Linked DNA regions of Mus musculus: region 1 is linked to region 2. The links are chromatin contacts, called in public HiChIP or PLAC-seq maps. All regions are on one chromosome and are shown on one strand. Each heading gives the region's core, a stretch centred on a gene start, on an enhancer-like site or on the middle of the called end of the contact. The rest is flanking DNA. Distances are from core to core; before and after follow the strand shown. Region 1 overlaps Pecam1 (platelet/endothelial cell adhesion molecule 1). Region 2 holds the start of Tex2 (testis expressed gene 2).

The links. HiChIP or PLAC-seq counts read pairs in DNA pulled down with a chosen protein or histone mark.
Region 1: an H3K4me3 HiChIP or PLAC-seq map of the SCID.adh cell line shows a contact between it and region 2, with 13 read pairs. The contact joins the enhancer-like site here to the promoter of Tex2 in region 2. A contact is called at or near these places in 4 of 115 datasets of contacts at active chromatin or transcription factors (the SCID.adh cell line, embryonic stem cells and pancreatic cancer cells) and 3 of 9 other capture datasets (adipose tissue, liver and pancreatic islet).

What each region holds. Positions count from the first base shown.
Region 1 is chr11:106,672,350-106,677,370 of GRCm38.p6, reverse strand. All of the region lies in intron 13 of Pecam1 (platelet/endothelial cell adhesion molecule 1), which reads left to right. Among named protein-coding and RNA genes, the nearest start is that of Pecam1, 40 kb to the left of the region's middle. Within about 2 kb of position 2,535, at least 286 of the 459 cell types and tissues checked have an H3K27ac peak or open chromatin away from gene starts, as enhancers often do. A contact at or near this core is called in the SCID.adh cell line, adipose tissue, liver and 2 more, where this site is marked.
Region 2 is chr11:106,609,228-106,614,217 of GRCm38.p6, reverse strand. Tex2 (testis expressed gene 2) reads left to right here and starts at 1,288. Exons shown (of 12, transcript NM_198292.3): 1 at 1,288-1,360.

The DNA.
Region 1 (5,021 bases), core at 1,286-3,785, 62 kb before region 2:
TGTGACACAGGAGGACCAAGAGTTCAAGGCCATCCTGAGATACATGAGACCCTGTCTCAAAAGCATCAGAAAGGAGGCTCATGTGTCTGCAGAGACAGAAAGGATGGAGTTAGGAGGACAGGGTGATGCTGGAGCACATGGGGCCCCAAGGATTTCAGTCCTATTCTAAACGGATAAGGGAACATAAGGGAACATTTCTGGAGGCTTCAGGCTGGGCAATGGCTGGTTCTGAGCTCCTTCTTTAAAAAAAAATTCTTAGGGACTCTGGAGGAGTTCAGTGGATAGATAGGGAGGCCTTATCTTGTCAGTGTAAGGACTGGAGTGTGGGTCTCAAGAACCCACATAAATACTGAGTGAGTGTGATGGCCCTCCTGTAATTCCAGTATTCCTCAAAAAACAGACAGGGGCTTCCCAGGGCAAGCTGGCTAGCTAGACCAGCCATGTCCACATTCAGCCTCCATGAATATGGTGAAGAACTGTTGTTTGTATTGATACTAGATTTTTTTTTCCATACACTATATTCAGTTTTGTTTTGTTTTGGAGACAGGGTTTCTCTGTATAGCCCTGGCTGTCCTGGAATTCACTCTGTAGACCAGGCTGGCCTGGAACTCAGAAATCTGCCTGCCTCTGCCTCCCGAGTACTGGGATTAAAGGCGTGTGCCACCACCACCCGGCCATTCTCTCTCTCTCTCTCTCTCTCTCTCTCTCTCTCTCTCTTACTCTCTCTCTCTCTCTCTCTCATTAGAAAAAAAACAGGCATCCGTAAAAAATGAGGTAAAACACAATACAATAATGAACAAACCAGAATAGAGGAAATCAAAGAAAAGCTAAGGAATACACACACACACAGACACACAACCACACACACATACACGCAATCACACACACATGCATACATGCACACACAGAAGTCCCATAGAGTCACAAATCTGGGGAACTATTGAGAAAGATTCCCAGTCTTTCTCAGACCTCCATACATGTTAGTCCTCCCAAGACATACAACCACTGCACACATACCATACATACATACATACATACATACATACATACATACATACATATATACATACAAAAGCAAACTCAGGACCATCAAGGAAGTGGCCTGAAGAAGAACAAGACAGATGTGCTATCACTGTGCAAGAGATAGTGGGTGCCAGAAATGGATGGTGTCTAGGTGCACATCTGAGATCCATCACAGCTCGTGGCCAGGATTGGGGAGCCAGAGTCCCTATATTTCTTGCTGGAGTAGCTGCATGGACGGCTGTGGTGTTTGAGGATAAGATCCGGTTTGACTGGGTTAAGTCTAAGATGCCGGTGAGACACCCTAGAGTAGGAAGCTCAGGGGTCTGGAGCTCAGAGGCAAGCCAGGACAGATGAAACTGTAGAGTGATCAGTATCAGCTGTCACTGGTCCAGCCTGGGCTTCGACTGCATCCTGGGCTTGCCAACCCAGGTAACATCTTTCTTCTTCCTAGAGGTAAGGGAAGGTGCTAGCTTAAGGGTTGAATGGCAAGATCAGAGCCGGCTACACCATCCTTTCTGTTCTGGACTGCTGCATTCTACCGTGGTGGGGGAACACTGACAGCTCCAGGCACAGGGGACCAAATCCCTGCTCTCTTGTCTGTACAGAACATCCTCAAGTTGCCTGTCACCCCGGGCTCGGATACCAGGCTGAATCCATCCTCCCACAGTGGTCCAGGCCCAGGTCTGGGCAGGCAGCAGCCTGAGGGTTGTGCATGATACTTGTGTGGGAGCGCGTGCCTGTGCGCTGGGAGTTCCGAAAGCTGAAGAGGGAAGAAGGAAGCATCACTGGCCCTGGGAAAGGCTCCATTTCCCTTTTGTTGGGAGAGTGTCCTTGTATCTGGTGTTCTTTTGCTTTCTTGAGAGTGTGGAAGGATTGAATAGAGGAAGTGTGGCAGTTCCTAGAATAGGGTGGGACCGTGGCAATTGCCTCTGGCTTCCCTCGATAGATTCTGCAGCCGTCCCTTGCAGCCAAGCTATCAGTTACATTTCCCAGCTTGCACTAGTTGCCCAGTCAGGGCTCTGGGGAAGATTCTAGAACAAAGGTCGTTTGGGTGGCAAGGGGAACTTAAGAGGATACAAATTGTGTTTCCTCCTTGTTGAAGAAGGACAGTGAGGAACTCAGGTCTGGACCACTGGTGCTGGCCCCTTGTTCTCCCCCAAGCAGGGACAAGGGCATTGATTGCTAGGTGAAGAAAGAAGGGCTTTGTGGGTTCAAGGTCAATGATGACTAAATATGAGCTAGTGCCTGCCAGCCTGGTCCCCTGTTCTCAAGGTCTCTCATCCTACACAATTGGAGGAGGCTATGGGGACCGGGTCCAGATCTAACCCTGGCTGGCAGCTCACCAAGTGGTCACTGCGGATGGAGGAGGACGGGAAGGAACTCATTAAATCCCGATTTGCTGTCTGTTTGCTCCGAGGCTAATTGCTGGGAAAACCCCATGACGTTGGAGCCGTCTCTTTCTCTGTTAGCACAGAGAAAAACAGAAACCAAAATAGAGACCCATCAGGAAACGCCTCTGACAAGCAGAGACAAACAGCTCCTGGCCTGGGCTAGTCTTTAGCAGGCAGCTGCTGCCAAGGAGACATGAGAGGGGGAAGGGCAGTGAGCAGCTGCACCCTGCTCCTCCCCTACCCCCGCCCCCACCCCCTCTTACTGAGCTGGGCAAAACCAGGGGCAAGCATAGACCATGCAGCTCAGTCTAGAAGTGGAAAGCATCCCTTCCTGACTTGAGGTAGGCACAGCCTGAAGCCGCTGAGGTCCAGAGAATATCAAACTGTTGCCAAGGAGACCAGAGAGGTACCTGGAACAGTGGAGTTCACAAGATGTCCAGGCTAACCCCACCCATGTTTGGCTGCCCAGCCCACCCAGCCCTCACCTCACCCTCATCCCAATTCATGTCCCTTCTATCCTAGCTCCTTGTTAGGCTAGGGCAGAGGAAGGTCTAGACTTGCTTCTTATGGACGACATCTTATAGCAGTTATCACGCAGTTATTTTTAGCTGTGTGTGTGTGTGTGTGTGTGTGTGTGTGTGTTGTGTGTTAGGATACACCTGTCTCTGAGTACATGCAGAAGTCATGGACTCTAATTTATGTCAGGTGTCTAATTTATGCTCAGTCTCCCACTACCTTATTCTTTTGAGACAGTCTCCTGCTGATCCTGGATCTAGGCTGGCAGCCAGCCAACCCTAGCAGTCAGCCCTCTTACCTCTGCCCCTAACAATTGCTGGGGTTATAGGTGCCTACAGCTATGCCCCAGATTGTCTGGGATTTGGGTTCAGGATTCCAGCTCAGGTTCTTACGTTTGTGCAGCAAGTGCTCTTACCCACTGAGCCATCTCCCAGCCCTGTGGTATTTGTTTGTTTATTTGTTTGCTTGCACTGGGGCTTGAACCCAGAGCCTTGCACATGCTGAGCTGGTACTGTATCACTGAACCACATCTTCAGCTCATTAACATTCTTGGCACATCTGTCTTCCCTGAAGCCTAGAGCACCTGAAAGCTAGAACCGGATCTACATTTTCTTCTTTAGTGGTTGAGGTCACATAGGAGATGTGTACAGTCGTTAAATGGATCTCTTGGTGTGTAGAAGGCGTCTTGGAGACGCCTGGAGTTTCAGTCTCTGCTTGCATGGGATCCTGTTGTTTCTCAATAGTTCTCTTAGGCAGATGTCTTTACACTGGGGAACTGGGATCTCAGCTACTTTACTGACCTCCAACTCCTGCCTTGGGAAGTGACTTTAATTCCTTCTGCAACGCCTTCATCATTCTGGGTGCCCCAAGTTCTGCTGTGATGATGTGGACCACTCCTGGCCTTTCTCTGTCATACAGGATTTATACAGCCACCCACATCCAGTGTCTAATGAGAAACCTAGACTTTAGTCCCACAGCCTACCTACCAGTCCTGTGGCGTGCTCCTTATTACATAGACAGGAAATCTCAGGAAGGGGCTAACTGTGCCTCGACCTTCTGAAGTTCAAGGTCGGCAATGCTTCAGGGCCTGGGCTGATGCTTTTCCTTCATTACCTTGCAGACAATGCTAGGGATAGCCAAGACTGACTGGAAGACTATGCAAAGCCTGACTGGTGGGGTGGGGTGGAGCCTAAGCTGGGCCTTTGCTCTATAAGACCTTGGGAATCCACCAGGGCAGACAACTGTGGGAACAAAGAAAGCAAGCATGCTTTGGGTAAATGTCACCAAACTGCTCTGGGGTCACAAGAGCCCATGGAACAGCTCAGGGCACAGAAGATGCAAATATTGGGGGTATATATGCATATGGCTGTTGGGGTGATGCTGCAAGAGAAGGAACCGCGTCAGAAATGGAAGGGCTCAGAGGCCAGAGAAAGGAAGAGGTCACTGTAGGAGTGGCCTCACAGCAAAGTGAGAAAGTATCTTTGGTGTAGTTAGAATCCATGTGGGGCCCCAGGCATCTGCAATAAGGACAGCATGTGGCAGGACATCTCAGGCTCTCTGAGGGAGATAGGCAGAGGAGGGGGCTAGCCCAAACCCATCCAGCTGTGCAAGGAGACTTCCTGGTCTTCCCTGCAAGTATCAGAAACCTAGGATGTGTTCCGGTTTTGTCCTGCTTCCTCGGTGTCTCTAGATATACGTATGTCTGTATATACATGAGTGCATTCTCTGTGTGAGTCTGGATACTGTGTACAAGTATGTATAGTGTGTGCATACTCTGTGAGTGTACACAACACCTGTATATACACATCCTTGAACATATTTCAATATGAAATAAACAGGTAGCCTTGTCTTCTATTCTGAAGGTCTAAGCCAGAGAATTATGACACTGGCTATAGGTTCAAGACCATGCAGAGTACACCCGTGTACCTAGGCGTAATGGTGCAGGTCTATAATCCCAGGACTTGGGAGATGAAGGCTGGAGGATCAGGAGTTCAAGACCAGCCTAGGCTATCCAGCAAATTCAAGGCCAGTCTGGGCTACATGAAACTGTTTTAAGCAACAATAACAATACAAACAAAAAAACCCCAACAC
Region 2 (4,990 bases), core at 39-2,538:
GGCGTGGTGGCGCACGCCTTTAATCCCAGCACTTGGGAGGCAGAGGCAGGCGGATTTCTGAGTTTGAGGCCAGCCTGGTCTACAGAGTGCGTTCCAGGACAGCCAGGGCTACACAGAGAAACCCTGTCTTGAAAAACCAAAAAAAAAAAAAAAAAGCATGCCCCCCCAGAGCGCCCCCTACTGGAATCTCCTGGGGAAAGAATGTTGAAAAATAAACGGCCCAGACCCAGTCATTGCAAAGTTGAGACATGCTAGAGTCCTCTGGGATGGGCTGATGCTGAAGTTTGGGACCCACTCATTTAGAAGGCAAAGTTGATAAGCAAAGACACTCTCACAACCTGCCCCTGTGCTATGAGGGACCTGCGGGACCTGCCTACCCTCTGCCCCCTCCACCCCTCCCTTTACCCTGTAAGGAACTGATGGGTGTAAAAATAGCCTCCACCATTCCAAGCACATTTTAAGCGAGAACTCATTTTTAAAAGTCACCTTCCTTTATCTGGGCCCTAGACACGATCCCTCTAAGGTAAACTTATGTTATCCAGGTGTAGTGGTGTATGCCTATAGTCATAGCGGTAGAGGCAGAGGCAGGAGGCTAAGAGTTCAAGGCTATCTTCAGCTACATATCAATTCTGAAAACAGCCTAGTCTACAGGAGACCCTGTATTAAAAAAAAACCCAAGATCATAATATATGATATATTTACGTCACACGAATTCTAGGCGCTAATTCTACTAATCAGTTTGCGATTGGTTGTTACGGTCAGGTGTGGAGGAGGAGCTCAGACATCCAGTTTCTGGAACTAGCAGGGATTGATAAAGTCCGACGTCCTCCTAAGACCTCTGTTCCTAAGAATCTGCCTAGCCAGACAGTTTCCCTCACGGCTTGGAGGCACTTGTTGCTAAATTGCAGGAAGAGGAAATTAAGAAATGCAAAGAGCTGGGGAAAGCGCCTCAGTTTCAATTGGGAGAGTGCAACGCTCGCTCCTCCCACTGGGATTCTGCCAGGTAACCCGCAGTTTTTCGCGGCCTCCCCTTCTTTCCAGTCCGCAGCGCCGCAGCCCCTTTAACAGCCCTGACCGATCGCTGGCCGATCCTCCAGGCCCGTCGCGGGCGCGCGGCACTGGCTGGATTGGTCATGTCTGGTGCGCGGCTGGCCCCGCCCCCTCCGCCCTGTGGTTGGGCGGTGGGGGCCGCGGCCGCGGGGCGGGTCCGCCGGCGGGGCGGGACGGCCGGTGCCCGGGGGCGGGCGGGCAGCAGCACGGCGGCCCCAGCCAGAGCCGGAGCTGGAGCTGGAGCAGGAGCCGCGGCGGCCGCCAAGTACGGGCGCCGGTGTAGTAGGATGAGGCAGCCAGCGGATCCGGGGTGAGCGCGCTCCGGGCCAGGTGGGGCGACGGGCGGAGCAGGCCCTGACTGGGTGGCCCGGCTACGGGACACCGGCAGCTCCCGCAGCCGTTGGCGCAGCGGGGCTCGGTCCCTTCCACACTACCAGGGCTCGGGACGCCGGCATGGGTGGCCCCGGGAGAGACCTTCCCTGCTTGGGGGCCGGGCAGGGCGGAGTCGCCCCGGGGCGGGAGGTGCAAGCCGTCAGGTCCCAGCCTAGCGTCCGCGGCTCGGTGTGGGTCCGGGAAAGCAGCATTCACACGCTCGTTGAAGGAAAACACTTGTCACCTCTGTGCGTGGGGCCCTTGCCGTCCTCCGCCCCCTGGGCCACCGTGGGAGAAGCTTGGGAATGGAGGAGCGCGGTTACTTTTGCGCGAATCTGTCAGTGGCTGTCGGCGCCTCGCTTGTTTTTCTCCCAACTCCTGGCGGACACCGGGGACCGAGGGGTGGCTTGTGTGCTTTCAAAGGGAGGTGGCGGCGTACCAAAAACCGGGGAGATCGGAAGGTTAACAAGTGACATTGGGCTGAGGCCTAACGCTAGCTGCCCCGCTGGGAGCATGGAGATGACGGTGGTGGAGACCGGGGGACCGATGCAGGGACAGGAGCTGCCGGCTCCATTGCACCACATGCCACTCCGGAGTGCCGACTCTACGCGCGGGAGTTGGTGCAAGGGAGTTTTTCCCCCACTGAAAAACGATTTTTGGAAAACTTAGCCCCTCAGTGGGTTGATGGTTACCTAAACCATCAGTTGTTATGGTTACACGGCATCAAATTTAAGGGCAAAGTCTGTTAAACACCCTCGCTCTTTTTTTTCCCCTTAGAGCTAAGGAGTACTTACTTTGTCATTAGATTTCATAGATGAGGAGGACATATTTTTTTAGAGTTAAAGGAAAAGTGTGACAACCTGAAGACACAGGTTGTGTCCTGTTCCGGTGTGAGGTCCAAATGTCTTGACACCATTGCTCAATTGAGAGGAATTGTCTTTTCAGGAGCTAGATTAAATCCAAAGAGAAAGTGAATTGTATGTGGAAAATAACAAGGGAAACTGAGGGACAAGTGATCTCTGGCGCTTGGGGAAGGGAGTTTGAAGGGTCTGGATTTATTGGCCGGTGAGAAACGTTTCTGTTAGCTTTTCCCAACCCTTAAATGGTTTCAGTATCTTTTCAGAGTCTTCCAAACAGATAAATGTCTTCAGGCTACGAGAATGAAGCCAGAGTGTGGCTGATCTTTGCTCCTTGGGCTCCCAGGGAGGGGACATGAAGGCTTGGAGAGGGATAGAGGAGGGCTCTGGGGGACTGCACATCCTTGTACGTGTGTCTTCAGGAAAGGAGATGAGCAAGGAGATTCAGATTAGAACGTGGAGGTGATGAAGTTCACTGACAGGTAGTAAAGGATAGGCGAGGAAGGACAGTTTGGGCTGAGTGGCGAGAAGTGAGAGCTGTAGCCGATGCTAGACCACTAGCCGATGCTAGACCACTGTATGTGATTAGAGGTTATGTTCTTAGACTGCTTCTAGGAAAGGCAGCAAAGGTTAGGCTGCCCCCAACCTCCTATGTGTGTGTATGTAGTATGTGTGTATTATGTATGTATGTATGTATGTATGTATGTATGTATTTTGAGAAAAGGTCTCTCATATCCCAGGTTGGCCTTGTTCCTAGCTGAGATAGACATTGAATGTCTGATCCTTTTGCTGCCAGTTCCTGAGCGCTAGGGTTTCTGTCCTGCGTCTCCACACCAGGTTTGTGTGGTGTTGGAATCAAAGCCAGGGCTTCATGTGTGGTAGGCAAGCCCGCTACCAATTGAGCCATCTCCTCAGCCTGATGACACTAAGACTAACTGTAGGATTTTATGAACAAAGACATTGCCCAGAGTCAAAAATATTTATTTGATAACTTTTTATTGAGAGTCTGTGATGTGCTAGAATCTGCTAGGCTTTGTGGCTGTGGTAGGGGTGGAGGAGGAGGAAGGAGTTCCATCAAAGTCAAAAGCTCTTGTTTTCTGAGGCCCTTGAAGTAGGAAGAGAGAAATATACAGAATGTTACTCAATAAAAACAGAGAGGGAGAAATCTTTCTGCCTCAGATTACTTTGATAGCAAACTGAATCTTCAAAGGCCAGTTTCTGTGTCAGGTTCAATACAAAATTATATTCATCTTTATGTTTGTTGGCCAGTGTCTTGATGTTAGGCGTCTTGTCTTTCCCTTTTTCTTACGAGTTCATTAATTCACAAATTAGGAAGATCATTGCAGAATGCTGCCCTCAAGGTTTTCTTTCCATCCTTTTCCTTTTTTCCTTCAAGGAATTCTGTCTCCGGTTTGACCCTTAGTATCTTCTAAGAGTCCCACTTAGGGCTTGTTGAGGTCACAGGGGTTTTGGATTCTTTGATTCTCTCCCAGAGCAGAAGCTGACTGGAGCTGAAGAGGTGGGGCTTTGGTCTTGTCTTGTCTTGTCTTGTCTTGTCTTTCCTTTCCTTTCCTTTTCTTTTCTTTTCTTTTTTTTTTTTTTTTTTTTGACACAGTGTCCTGAAACTCTCTCTGTAGGCCAGGCTGGCCTTCAGCTCAGAGATCCACTTGCCCCTGCCTCCCAAGTGCTGGGATTAAAGTTGTGCGCCACTGCTGAATAAAGGTGTTTTTTCAAGTCGTAGGTCTTTTTGAACCCAAGACCTGCTTTTCCCATTGTACTGTACGGCTTTGCTTTTCCTGGAGCCAAGTGGAGTTTGCGAGAGTTAACTTAGGGCAGCGTCCATATGACAGGTCAGGCTTGGCTCTGGCTAATGAGCTGCTGTGCTGTGTCTGTGAACAGTCAGCATCTGGTGTCCTGCCTCTGTGTGGTGGAATTTTGGGGCGGGGTGGGGGTGGTCCTTAGGAAGTCTGGGGGAGAGGTAATCCAGCTTTCTGGGACTGCATCACCAGTGTGTCTGCTCACCAGCTTGGTGACCTTGGGGAAATTGCTGTCTTTGTGTACCTCAGTCTCTTCACCTGTCGAGACAGTATTCACGGGCGTCGCAACACCAAGACAATGCAATTTGTATCACTGTAGTGTTCATGACAACAGCCAAGATTTACAGAGCCTTACAGTGTGGCACATGAGACGTTTTTAGGTGTGTGAAATATTGGTGGTCTTATAGTCAGTGGTCTTAGCTTAGATGGACAGTGGTAGTGGATTATTTATAGGCAGTTATGAGGAGGGTTAAGTGAGGTCATTGGTGTGTTTGGCATACAGTGAGCCCCCGGACCACTTGATGCTGTCACGTGGCAGAGTGAGCAGTTAGCTGTAGGTGCCTCGAGCATCCAGGAAGCTTTGACACTCAGAGCCCTGGTGATTATCCATGGACAGGGATCCTGGCCTGCAGGAACGGTTTCCTGTGTGCCTGGAGTGCTACTTACTGTCTTTTAGGTAACTGCTGTCCCCATGAGAAGCATTAACCTCAGGAACTAGTGAGCCACGGGCAGTCAGCTCCCTTTGTCCTGGCTGTTCACTAAGTTTTTTTTTTTTTGTCACCTTTAAATCCCTCAGTTAAAAATAAAGATCGATTTAAAAAGACTGGAACCCCATACTGATGTATTCTTCTATGTGAGTTTTAAAGTGACTAAGGTTATATTCAAGATTGTGTG